2 separate regions of the Mus musculus genome follow, and region 1 is linked to region 2. The links are chromatin contacts, called in public HiChIP or PLAC-seq maps. All regions are on one chromosome and are shown on one strand. The core of a region is the stretch at or near the end of the contact, and the rest is flanking DNA. Distances in the headings are between cores, read along the strand shown.

Region 1 (6,508 bases), core at 734-3,233, 50 kb before region 2:
CTTTCTCCAGCCTGGCCACACTAATGGTCTTCTTGGGGCCATCATCAGTCCAGTAAAGATTGTCTCCCATCCAGTCCACGGCTACGCCCTCCACATTGTGGATGCCTGTGAGGGTGTAGAGAGCGCATGGGGGTGACCCTTGAAGGACACATGACACAGAGAGAGATGGTGGCCAGGCAGGGGGAGCAGGAGGCATGTGGTGCCCTGAATGGTGGGCAGATGGGGGAGGGAGGGTGGGGCAGAGGTGGGGGTGGGGATGGAGACGACCCTTTCAGATGCCACATCTACACTGCATCTACGATGCCACATCTACATTTTGAAAAACAGCATGAGGCAGCCAGGAAACTACGTGACTAAGGGGAGCTCTCAGATGAGGGCATGTCTGGGCCTGTGCTTAGGTGGACAGCCGGGGCGATATGCACTGGCTCTTTGCTCCAGTATGACGCCACCATCCTGGGCCTAAAAAACCTGTACTCACAAAAATGAGTAAATTAGGAAGTGAATTTTCCCTTAGCCAAAGGCTTTATCTAGTGTCCCTTAAATAGCAGTTCCCCTGTACAGGGGTCCCCAGTGTCTTCCTGACAGGAGTCATTCTTGATTTCCACACAGTCTTATGATTGCTGACTGCTGAGGTTCTCTGAGCTGCACAGAGGGTGGGGAGCAAGCCAGATTGACTGGTTAAGGAACCAGATCTTGGGGCCCCCAAAAACAGATCTGAGGTATAAAACACACACAGCTCAGAAGCCCTCAAGGGGAACGGCTCCACTGCACAGTGGCCCTGCCAAAGTAGGTCAGAGGGAGAGACAGACACAGAGTTCTCAGGCCACAGAGAGGTAGAGATATCCGTGGCCATGAGATCCAGCTGCATACATTCTGAGCATTTACACTTGTGGATGAGCCCTGTCTGACATGGCAGGCCCGGCTGTGATTCAGGGCCTATGGCCTCTCCTGGCTGTATGCTGTACACAGCTCCAGGGCTCTGAGCCAATGGCGGCGAGACCCTGAATTTTCCCAAGGGCTGGCCAAGGCAGCCCTCACTGCCTAACACATCCATCCATCCTCCGACTCTTTTTGGCTCAGCCAAGAAGGGGGTCACACAGGGGTCAACCTGTCTATCCCCTCATCTCCATGCCAACCAGCCCAGCCAGCTTGTCAGCAAGGACTCTTCATACTGTGAGGGAGCAATCTAAGCCTCTGATGTCTTCCTGTCTCAGGCGCCTCATCCCCCAGGAGCTCTTCCCACACACCGCCCACCTCTGACGCCCTCACCATCCTTCAGGATAGTCTCTCTCTCCGTGCCATCAATTTTCTGGCGGCCAATGAGGTAGCTGGTGGTGTCAGCAAAGTAGATGAAGCCGGTCTCGGCGTGGAAGTCCAGAGCGCGTGGATTCATAAGGTTCTCGATGGGGATCATGTGCTCATCTGGGACCTTGGCCCCCATGTCCATGCCTCTAATGATGCCTGGTCGGCCCTTGCCATACACGAGGAACAGCTCATGTTCAGGTTCTAGGGCAAGTACAAAGGGCACAAAGTTACACAGACACACATGAACTTGCGCACACACACACACACATGCATACACACACAGACATACATGCATATACACACAGACACACATGCACTCGCTCACATACACACATGCACACACACATACACACATGAACTCGCACACGTGCGCGCGCACACACACACATGCAGACACACAGACACACATGCACTTGCTCTCACATACACACAGAGATACACATGCACTCGCTTACACACACACACACACACACACACAGATACACATGCATATACACACAGACACACATGCACTCACACACACACACATGGATACAGACACACACGCATACACACAATGCACACACATGTATGCGCACATTCACACGCACACATGGTCACCACCCAAATTGAAATCTGGGTCTGAGGTGCTATAGTGCGTTGGCTGGGCTGGGTCAGGAGATCTGGAGCAGACAGGGCTATGAGTCACTCCCAGAAGACACAAGATAACATGCTCCACTCTAGTCCTAGAGCCGCTGTGTCATGGGGATTTGACTCAAGCAACTTTTCATGGAAATCGGAGTGCTTTCAGAGCACGTTGGTATCTGGTCATTCTACCAGTCTGTCACCATCTTAACCTAAACCATGTCACTCTGACCCACACCATGGAAATAGCCACCTGGCTTCTTCCCTCCTGCCCAGCACAGTATAAGCGTACACAGGACGCACCCAATCACTCATCTTCTTTCCACAGTGGTCATAAGCTCCTCATCCCAGTGAGAAATTCCCTTCATTTCCCTTTACTCACACCACGACACCTTACCCAGCGTCTCGGCAGACCACACCCTACACTGGCCTCAGGGCCTTTGAACCGTAAGTTCACTCCTCCATAAATGATCTCTCAGCAGTCACACGGTTGGCCGCCTCACTTCATCAGCAGAGAGCTTGGCTTAGATATCACATCCTCCGACTGTCCTGACAACTCCTCTGTCCCCCCACACCCTTCACTGCCCGAACGGTGTCAAACACCCAGTGTGTGTTTGCTGAACACTCGCAGAATGAGTGATCGTGTGCTAGATATATCGCTGCTCTTGGGTGTGGGCCCCTTATGTCTCTGCCCTTCGTTTCTCTGCATCTAGGCAGAGGCAGCGGGTTACAGGGGAATGTCTGTGGACCCACCCCTACCCCCAGCAGGCCCAACTCTCCCTGATACTCACTCTTACAAGACTTCCCATCACTTCCCAGGCTGAAGCCAGACCTGCACCTGCAGGTCCTTGCCTTGTGACTGTTGGCCAGGAGGCAGATGTCGGAGCAGCCACCTGGCTTCCCGTACTGGTCATTCTCACAGGCGTGACTCCGCACTGGGGGCAGAGGAGAGAGCTGTCAGCACCCTTCAGGGGGCTCTGCTCGGGTCAGATGGGGGGTGCTCTTTGCTCTTGTCCCATTTTAGGACTTTGAAGCCCAGAACTAGTATTCACCGCCTTGCCACAACCCAGGCATAAGGGATTCCGGTCGTGGAGAGGCGAGGAGAAGTAGCTTGGGGAAGGTGCCTAGAAACACTCTCAATTTGAAAGAGATATGCAGAAGAGCAGACAGTGCTGTTGGGGTGAAGCCGACTGTGGAGGTGCCCTGTTGACCGCTTACCTCGGGGCTGGCGTCGCTGGTGGTAGATATGCAGGGCACCACCCTTGTCCACACGGGTGACGACCTGGTACTCAGTACTGTTGAACCGGTTCACTCGGATCACGCTCGTCTTCTGCTGCGTGTTGGCATTGTCCGAGTTGGTGGCGTAGAGATAGTTCTCAAACACGGTCAGGCCGTACAGGTGCTCGATCTGAGACGGCAGGCAGCGTCGGTCAACAAGATGAAAAGGCTGCTCCCTTCATCCCCCATCGGCCTCCGCCTGCCACCCAGACTCCCATCACCTACGTCCGAACTTTCCCCGCTAGTTTTGTTTAACCTGATGCTAAACTTGTGTGTTCTGGAAATTTCTGTTTGTCCATCTCCTATTCGTCCTTCACAAAGTAAAGAACTGGAGTTTTCAAAGAGATGCTATTCCTTTCTATACTCTGCCTCTGTGGTGACACTGCTATCTAACACACCAGATGTGCTGATCACTGGACCATCCTACCACCGAGGACAAGAAAAAACAATGTCCCTCGCAGAATTAAGCTCCTTGCAGACCCTTTGAGAATTTGCAGATGAGTTAAACTCGGGCCCTAACCTCCCTCCCCAGAGAATGCTCAACTTGACTGCAGCTTTTCTGGAGACTGAGGGTTCTCTCGTGTCCCAAGGAAGCCTACAGGGGCCAGCTGTTTCCATTTGCCCAAGATAAGGAGTCTGCTGTGAGATTTTTCAAGGTTAGGACTGGAAGAGTTCCACTCAAAGCCCCGGGCATGGCTGCACACGCAAGCTACTCCGGAGTGGACGGTCTGCACTGAGCAGCAGGACCTCCTGGCTGGGTTCGAGCGTTGTTCCCAGTTGTGTAACCTCTGGCAAATTACCAAACATCTTTGAACCCCGCTTTTGTCAACTGCCTGCTCATCTCCCAGGGGTTATTTTAAGCCTCAAATAAGAAAAAGGGAAGTAAAAGGGGTGTCTTTAAATGACTGCTCCCATCAGAATGGGAAGCCATAGCCTTCCTCTCTGACACATTCCTGCTGGCCCCTCCAGAAGACATGGGCTGGTTAACTCTGCTCTTTCCACACTCACTGGGAGCCCTAGAGATCAAGTCCCCCAAAGGACTCCCCGTCAGCAGGAGGCTCTGGTGGTTGGTCTCCTCAGAATAACCTCAGACAAAGCAGCCCCCTCACCAGGATGCCTTGGATGATGGTCTGCCGACCCTTCCCTTCGTAGTCTACCACCTCGATGTAGTCTAGGTAGGCGTCCGCCCAGTAGACGAGGCGGCTGACCAGGTCCAGGGTGATGCCGTGTGGAAACACGATCTTGCTATCCACCAGCTTGGTGCGGTTCTGTCCATCCATGTCACAGCGCTCCACCTTTGGGATCTGCCCGTAGTCAGTGAAGAACACCTTCCTGTGGGTGCACACATGATAAATGGGGCGCAGGGACCAGGATCCCCCACACACTTCCCACTACAGCTTCTGCCTCCTCTTTCGAGAGTGAGAATGCCAGCCCGACACTCTTACCCCATGGCGGGGTCCAAGGCGATGCCTTTGGGGTTGTAGAGTTCCAGGTCCAGCAGAGTGACACAGGTGTCCCCGTTTCGGTTACAGACAAAGATCCTGTCGTCAATGTCGTCGACAAAGTAGAAGTTTCCCGTCAGCCAGTCGATTGCCATCTGCTCCACGTCTGGAAAAGGAAGGAGAGAGCTATGTGGGACAGGCCCACCCACAGGCATCCGTTCCTCTGGTGAGCTTGCCTTCTCTGCGACCTAACCCTCCTCAGCCACAGCCAGCTGCAGCCACCTTCCCCGGAGCTCTTGTGGGTGTTCGCAGCGGATACAGTCACACTTTGACATTCTTTATGTTTCCAAGTATCTGGTCTCTCCAAATAGAAGTCTCCAAATAGACTCAACCCCCTGCCCCAGCCCCCATCCTAGGCTCAGGATTGTCATAAGCAGGAGGGACTAGGTAAATATTGGCTGGCTGACTGACTGACTGACTGACTGACTGACTGACAGGATCTTCCGATTCTAATCCAGTTTTCATCAGGAAAGTGCTATCTTGTAGTGCCAAGAGGCAGGAGGTCAGGCCTACCAACTCACCCTGATATTTTCTCTTTAACCTGCTTTCTCTTGAGAAAAGGGTGTCCTAACTAACCAAAACGGCACATTATCTTTGGTTTGGGCCTGATTTATATTCGCTCTACATGGTAAGTCTAATTATTTCATACTAACAAGAAGTACCGGCTGGAAGCTGTGCATGTTGCATAAATTTAAAGAAAAAAAATTACTGGGAAGTAGAATGTTCATAAATGAACTCAGCTTGGGAGAAAAGTATTTCAAAATATGAAGTTCATACAGCATGACCCAAGACTGGTGGCCCCGAGGCTGGGGAATCAGTCACATGAGCCAAACTCCTTCTTCTTGCCTTCACGTCCCCGTTTCTTCCATGTTAGTACTTAATTCCCTCACACCCCGAGGAAGCACAGAAGGAATGAGAACTGAAGTACAGAGAGTCCAAGAGGAGGCGAAAATAGGACCCTGGAGATAAACCAGGAGACAGAGAAAGAGGAACTTCTGATGGTACATGGCAGCTACCACAGTCATTCTAAGCCATGAAGGGCCACAGGAGGAGGGTAAGCCAAGGACTGTTGGAAGTCTGGGGATAAGGACAACTGTTGGCAGCCTTCCCAACACAGCCCAGGCTTCCATGCACCCCCCGCTGGCCCCTTTCAAATACACTCTCAGAAGAAATGCCACTTGCAGACCTGAACGTTCCTAAGGCAGAGACTTTTATCTGCACTGTTTCAACAGCAGGTAGCCAGCCGTCTTTTTACTGCCTGCCTCTGGCTGAAGCTCGGCCCACACTATCAGGACTCAGCCCTGTAGGGATGACTCTGCCACACAGCTACAGGTATAATGATGAACTCTGCTCAACCCCTCCCTAACCCCCCTTCCTCCCCACAGGGATCCAGGAGCTGTTTCTTAATAGTGGGAGGGGGTGCAGGGAATAGGAACATGTCATCCAGGGAAGTTGGCTGGCTGGGACGACTGACTCAGAGTCACAGGACTGAGGACAGAGGAGCGAGCGGGGGAAGTAGTCACTGAAGGCTCACATAAATGGCTTCCTCTTCAGGTCCCCTCTGGTAAACCCCACCCTGAGACAACTGGAGAAAGAGGTCATAGGGATGAGGTATTACCCCTACAAGTGCTGACACATTCCCAAACCCAGCTACTCTGTCCTCTGGGTTCCCAAGACTGTTCCATTTTGGGGGGCAGGCAGGGAAGCATGAAGAGGACAAGGGTCATAGAGGCAGAAAGCTCAATGCAAGTGCTCTCTCTCTCTCTCTCTCTCTCTCACACACACACACACACACACAC
Region 2 (6,498 bases), core at 1,239-3,738:
TAGTTCATCTTAAGAGGAGCCAAAGCCGAGGCTGCAGCCTCTCTTCTCTCTCTTCCTGCCTGTTCTTGGACTCACACTTCCTGAGATACCCAGGGGGCAGGGCCTGGCTTCCACTCCAGTCTGAGGACGTTCATCTGTGCAGTGGGCACCTGGAAGCACATAGGTGTGCGCCATGAACTCACGCATGTGCATCCCTCGGTGTAAGCATTACTGGCTGGACCAGTCTCTGGATAGACTCCCATCTACCATCTCCACCCCTGCTCTCTTTCTCTTCCACTCACTGCCTTACAGACCTAAGGCATCCATAAAGGAACACACCTCTTCTAGGCTCTGCCTTACCCTCACAACTTACCCTCAGCACTACCCTCTCACAACCCTGGAACCTCTGGGTAAGATGAAGAGCCTTCTGGGTTTTTTCCCACATAATATTTATTCTTGGCCATAAAAACAGTGTCTGGGACTGGAGAGAGAGCTCAGTGGTTAAGAGCTCTGGCTGTTCTTCCAGAGGACCTAGATCTGATTACCAAGACCCACATGGTAATTAGAAAACAATCATCTGTAATTCTAATTCCAGGGTATGTGATGCTCTCCTCTAGCCTCTGAGAGCACCAGGCATGCACATGGTATACATTCATGTAGACAGTATATCTATAGACATTAAGAACAATCCATCAAGGGGGCTGGAGAGATGGCTCAGATGGTTAAGAGCACTGACTGCTCTTCCGAAGGTCCTGAGTTTAAATCCCAACAACCACATGGTGGCTCACAACCATCCGTAATGAGATCTGACTCTCTCTTCTCGAGTGTCTGAAGACAGTGACAGTGTACTCATATGTAATAAATAAATAAACAAGAACAAAAAACCCAACCCATCAAATATTAATTGTTGGGTTGGGATGTGACTCATTTGGTAGCATCCTTGCCTGACATGCAAAAAGCCCTGGGTTCAGTTCTTAGCATCACAAGCCCTCTTGCTGTTTGTTGCATATTTCTAAGCCTGGTACTTGGGAGGTGAAGTTAAAGTTTGTCCTTGGTTACTAGGCAATTTCAAGGCCATCCTGGGCTACATGACCCTTTGTCTCAACAACAGCATCAACAACCACAGTCCAACCAAGTAGCTGAGCAACAACAACAACAACAAAAGTACCTCCTGCTTGCTGTTTACTAGGTGACCAGAGTTCCTCTGAGCCTTTATGTATCAGTATATTCTATTCTCACAACCCCACAGCTTAAGCCACTCTGCGTGCTCCGTCCTACAGATAATGAACCAGCCAATTCTGCAGTTAGCATCTTTGGCAGGACTTGAACACAAATAGGTCTTGCTCAGAGTCCATGATTATATTATATGTACATGTACAGTTTGCTCTGGCACCTGGGTGGATCTAAGTTTGCACTGTGTACAGTGCCCACGGATGTGCAGTGGAGGAATCAGCTCAGGCACCAGGGGGCGCCAGAAGCCTGGCTTTTGCTCTTTCAGCCCAGCCCTGAAAGGCAATGGAAAGCCAAAATTCCAACTTGACACAGCCACCCTCAGACTATCCCTCCATACACTCGACTTTCAGGTTTGGCCTTTTGTTATCCTCCCCAACAAAAACTACAGGACAGTCCTCTGGTTATGATGGTGATTCAGAGGCTGAACAAGGGGCGTGTGTGTGTGTGTGTGTGTGTGTGTGTGACTCTAAGAGGCTCTGAGGGCTGTCATGTGTGAGAGCCTGCTGCTACATGTGTAAAGCTCAGACACGCGCGTGTGCGTGTGTGTATGTGTGTGTGTATGCGTGTGTGTGTGTGTGTGTGTGTTTTCTTGTGGCCAGGGAAATTGCACATATTTGTTTTGGGGTGTGTCTCAGTGTTTACCTCAGAAACAGATAGGAACTTTGCCAAGGTTGCACAGCATATTCACATTCAAACTTGGCACCCTGGCAGCCCTCAGTGGCTATCACTAGGGTTTGGGACGTGGTATCCCCGAATGAATTCCTTTTCCTCCAAGGGACTCCCGGAGACTTCCAGAATTCTGAGCTAAGGGTTCCCCTCCCCCACTTCCTCCCTACAGTATCACGGGACTTCTAAGGCGTTCCTGCCTTGGAAGGAGGTGAGCCTAATTGTGCAGGGGCCTCGGGCTCCCAGCTGTTTTTCAGGGTCCTCCACTGGAGGACGCACACAACCCAGATGTCCCATAGCACAGTTCCCCGAGGTCCCAATCTCTGGCCCGGAGAAAGTTTGTGTGGTAGCTAGGCAGTTCGGGGTGGCATGCCTCTGCCAGATATTAGGTGACTTTTCCGAGGAGTGGGGAATGGATCAGTGCTAAGGGGATTAGAGTAAAGGTCAGCCTCCCTCCAGTGTGGTTCAATGGAGCTCCAGCTTTGCCCTCCCCACTACGTGCTTCCCCACCGGGTACATACAGGTTCACCCCACTTTCTTCCTCTTCCTCCTCCAGCCCACTTTCTCTTCTCTGTGTCGTCAGAGCGCCAGGGAGGGACCTGGGCAGACAGAGAAGCCGGAAACAGCAGGCCGGGGCAGCCAGGGTTTACAGTGAAGAAGGCCCGGAGACGAGTGCGTGCGTGCCTGTGTGTGTGTTTGTGTGTGTGTGCGCGCGCTCGAGCGTGTGCGCGCGTGCCTGTGTGCATATGTGTGTGTGTGTCTGTACACATTGAGTTTTTAGGGCCAGCCCAGGACCCGCTGGACAGACCTACAGACCCATGGGGCTTGGTAGTGCCCTCTGAGAGAGGGAGAAGATAGCAGCGGGGCTGCTGAGGTGAGGGGACGTCTGCGAGTAGGGAAGGTTATGGGGGGGCTTTGACGAACCACGAGGGATGGATTTTCGGGGCCTCTCGGATCCTCCCCCCTGGGCGGGGCAGTTGGTCCCCTGAAAATAGTTTCATCTGGGGTTAGCTGACGGCACTGGGTTTTGGCAGTTTCCAACTTTCGAAGGACTCGGGTGGGTACAGGCCTCCACATTCCGGTCCCCAACGTGTCGCGTCACTTTCCCCAATCCTCAGCCCTGCGCCTCCTGGGTCTTGGGACAGTCGCTGGGCAGAGGAGAAGAAAGGTTCTCTGGGTTGGGGGACATGGCTGCCTTTCCCTAGAAGTTGATGCTCCAGGGTCCCCGAGCCTGTCCAACCCCTAGCTGCTGCCCGCTAAAGGTTCCTACTCAGGGTGTGGCTGGAGGGTGAGAGAGACCCAGATGTAGATCTCATGGTGCCCCAGAGGAGGGGGACTTTCCCCCTCACTTTTTTGGCCGCAGTAAACCCTGAGATTTCCCCGTGGAGGGCAGCCGGCTGGGGGTTAACCCTCCTCATGCTGACCTGGCTCCACCTCCTCCCACCCTTTCCCACCCCCACCAGCGCCGCCACCGTCATATATACACGCACATTGGACAACTCAGGGAAGCCCTTGACTTTTGATATTGGGGTCACACGGCCAGCGGACTCGGAATGCGGGAGTGGAGGGGATAGATTTAGGCCACCAAGCTTACGAAGAAGCTTCTAGGTTGTCGGGCTTCCCCTACGGCGGGGAGGGGGAGCCTGGAAGGGAAAGCTCGCCCCGCCTCTTGAAGTGTAGCTCCGCCTTCCCACCCTAGGGGACTGATCTCAAGAAAGGACGGTCCTTGTCCTAGCCCGACCTATAGACCCTGCAACGTTACCGGCAGCTCAGGAGAAAAATATGGCTTAATGGCGTCTGGGGTGGGGGAAGGATGAGACTTGAGTCACTCTACAGGGAGATTTAGAGGAAATTGGAGCTGTTCCTGGCTTGGCGGTCCCAGTCCCCAGTAGGGTAAGGATAGGGCCAAAGGTCTGGAATCCGAACATTCCAGAGACTGGGAGGAAAAGGGAACAGAATCCTCTCTTAAATTTGAAAATAAGACAAATGTGACTCTTCGGGATGCCCCACCCAACGGGGTAGACAGTTTTAGAGCAAAGTCTGGTTGGAGGACCCTATGCAAGAGTTGAAGACTCTGCCTTTGGGAGTGAGAACTCAGGGAGTGGGAGAGCAACCGGGAAGATGGTTAAGGGTAGGCAATGTCCTGTGAAGTGGCCTCCTTCTCTTCTATATGGGAGTCCTGTGGGAGTTAAGAGGCTCAAAAGGCAGGAGGAATTGGGGAGACCCAGGGAGTTTCCATCCCATCTTCCTCCTCCTCCTCTCTGAGAGGTCATTATAAACTGAGAGCCATCCCTCCCATCAACCACTGAGCCATCCCCCTCAACCCAGCCCACTCTGAGGCCCCTGAGAGACTCAGGAGCCAGCACTCTGCTCCCTCTCCCTCCTCTTTCCCTGCCTTTCTTCTTCTCTTCCTCTGGCTTTTTGGCTGTCTTGTTGTCCCCCACTTCCAGACTGATCAGTCCTCATTGCTTCTCTGGTCTTCCCTCCCTTTCCCCCTTCCCAGCTCTTCCTGTCCTATCTGTAAGGTGATGGGATCTCTGAGCTGGAGGGAATTCTAACAGCACAGTATAGTGATTAATCCCAATGATGAGTAAGGGCCAGATTACTAACTTCTTGCCCAGTGGCCTTGGACAAGTTAACCTTCCTGAGCCTTAATTTCTTCATCTAGGAAAAGGGATAATTGTAAACTTTAAAATAGGCCTGGAGAGATGGTTCAGTGGCTAAGAGCATTGGCTGTTCTCCTGAAGGACCTGGGTTTGATCCCCCCAACACCCCAACACACACACACACACACACACACACACACACACACACGGCAACTCACAACTGTTTCTAACTCCATTTCTAGAGGCACATATATACATAGGCAAAACCATTAAGATAATAAAAAGCTAAAAATAATATTGTGAGGGGGCAGGAATGTAACTCAGGAAAGAGCACAATGTAGCATGTGTGAGGCCCTGGGAGACACTTGCACACGTGCACACATGCATGCATACACACGTGTATACACACATGCATACACACGAGCACAGGCACAGACACACGTACATACACACATGCGCGTGCTTGTGCACACACACAGGCACAGACAAACATGCACACACATATACACACTCTCGTGATTGCGCGCAGGCATGCGCACGCGCACACACACACACACATACATGCACACACAGTTGAGTATGGTATACCTGTTATGGAATAGTGCATAATGACTTGTAGACATTGTTATTCTTCCACCATCTTCATCACCTAGCTTGGTGACTTTTGCAGTGCTGGGCACTGAACTTACAGTTTCACAAATACTAGGCAGGCACTCTACCACTGAGGTGTCTTTCAAATTTCCTCATTGTAACTCTTGTTACAGTATGATGCGTAATTTATTATTGTTGTCGTTGATCTCTTTGTGTGCCCAGTTTACATATTAAGCTTTTCATAGCTGTATATGGGAGAAAATATAGAAGACACAGGGGTAGATGCTGCAAGCTGTCTCAGGCCCTATCCATGGTCTTGGGTCAGAATGATGTCCTGCATGCTCTTTTCAGACACTGGTGTCACATAGATTAAAATCTAAAGTTGGAGTCAGGTGTGGTGGTGCACGTCAGTAGTCCCAGCCCTTGGGAAGTGGAGATAAGAGGATCAAGAGTCCGAGGCTGACCAGTCATTGTGGTGCATGTCTTTAATCCCAGCAGGCAGGGGCAGGGGCAGGGGCAGGGGCAGGGGCAGGGGGATTTCTCTGAGTTCAAGGCCAGTCTAAGCTACATAGGGAGCTCCTCTAATGTACTCAGAGCACCTGCCTACCACATCCAAGCCCCTGAGTTTGTTCACAGCACCTCTAAAAAATTAAAATTGTTTCCTGCTTTCAAGTGTTTAAAAAGAGAAGAGGTATGGTGACATGTACCCAAATCTCACTTGAGGGGCTGAGAAGAAAGGACTCCTTGAGTTCAGGAGTTCAAAGGCAGCCTGGGCAACATAGCCAGAAAATCTTAAGACAAAAAATTTAGAAGGTACCCTATTCATTCAGCCTTCTTTTTTCATGATAAGAAGATCAAACTTCATAGAGTACAGTCTTTATACCCCCCCAGAACCAGACCAGGTCCACCTGTCTCCATGGACCTTGCTCCTCCCCTTCCGTCCTGTGTCCTCTTGTCCCCTCACTGACCTGGCTGTAGCTCTTCAGCTTGCCTGTGTCTGCCACTGAAGGTTTTGCCTTGTTTTGGATACTGCTGCCAAGGGAGCCTGTGGCTTCAGGTGTCTTGGAAGTGGGTATGATCAAATGGCGGAAGGAGAATATTGTGATGCACCACTTCCTAACTCAACTCTCTGGGACTTTAGCTTGAACCATGAGAAACTAGAAAGAACCAGAAGCTCTGGAAAGATCCAGCATTCTAAGCCCAGCAAGACTGAAGGAGGTTCTCAGCAAGGCCATCTGTATGGAGGAGCTGTGGCTGTCCCAGCAGCCAGGCTGCTTTCTTGGGAGCCTCACTGAAAGGCCTTGTTCTTCTTCCCCAGGCACCCTGTATATCCCAGATCATGTCTCTGTGGGGCCTAATTTCCAAGATGTCCCCAGAAAAACTGCAACGGCTCTATGTTGACTTTCCACAACGCCTACGGCAT

The links. HiChIP or PLAC-seq counts read pairs in DNA pulled down with a chosen protein or histone mark.
Region 1: a contact with region 2 is called in an H3K27ac HiChIP or PLAC-seq map of embryonic stem cells, with 10 read pairs. The contact joins the enhancer-like site here to the promoter of Stat6 in region 2. A contact is called at or near these places in 1 of 39 promoter capture datasets (macrophages), 2 of 15 datasets of contacts at CTCF or cohesin (CD8 T cells and the NIH/3T3 cell line), 8 of 484 Hi-C or Micro-C datasets (LSK cells, bone marrow-derived macrophages, differentiating spermatogonia and 5 more), 15 of 115 datasets of contacts at active chromatin or transcription factors (CD8 T cells, the HPC-7 cell line, the SCID.adh cell line and 8 more) and 3 of 9 other capture datasets (adipose tissue, liver and pancreatic islet).

Annotation. Positions count from the first base shown.
Region 1 is chr10:127,590,633-127,597,140 of GRCm38.p6, forward strand. It overlaps Lrp1 (low density lipoprotein receptor-related protein 1), which reads right to left. Exons shown (of 89, transcript NM_008512.2): 7 at 4,653-4,815; 8 at 4,317-4,539; 9 at 3,148-3,337; 10 at 2,721-2,864; 11 at 1,270-1,506; 12 at 1-105. It overlaps Gm16217 (a long non-coding RNA gene), which reads left to right and starts at 5,582. Exons shown (of 3, transcript XR_003949047.1): 1 at 5,582-5,763; 2 at 5,942-6,041. Within about 2 kb of position 1,984, at least 95 of the 459 cell types and tissues checked have an H3K27ac peak or open chromatin away from gene starts, as enhancers often do. A contact at or near this core is called in the SCID.adh cell line, adipose tissue, bone marrow-derived macrophages and 6 more, where this site is marked.
Region 2 is chr10:127,640,498-127,646,995 of GRCm38.p6, forward strand. Stat6 (signal transducer and activator of transcription 6) reads left to right here and starts at 2,489. Exons shown (of 22, transcript NM_009284.2): 1 at 2,489-2,752; 2 at 6,394-6,498. The coding sequence starts at 6,415.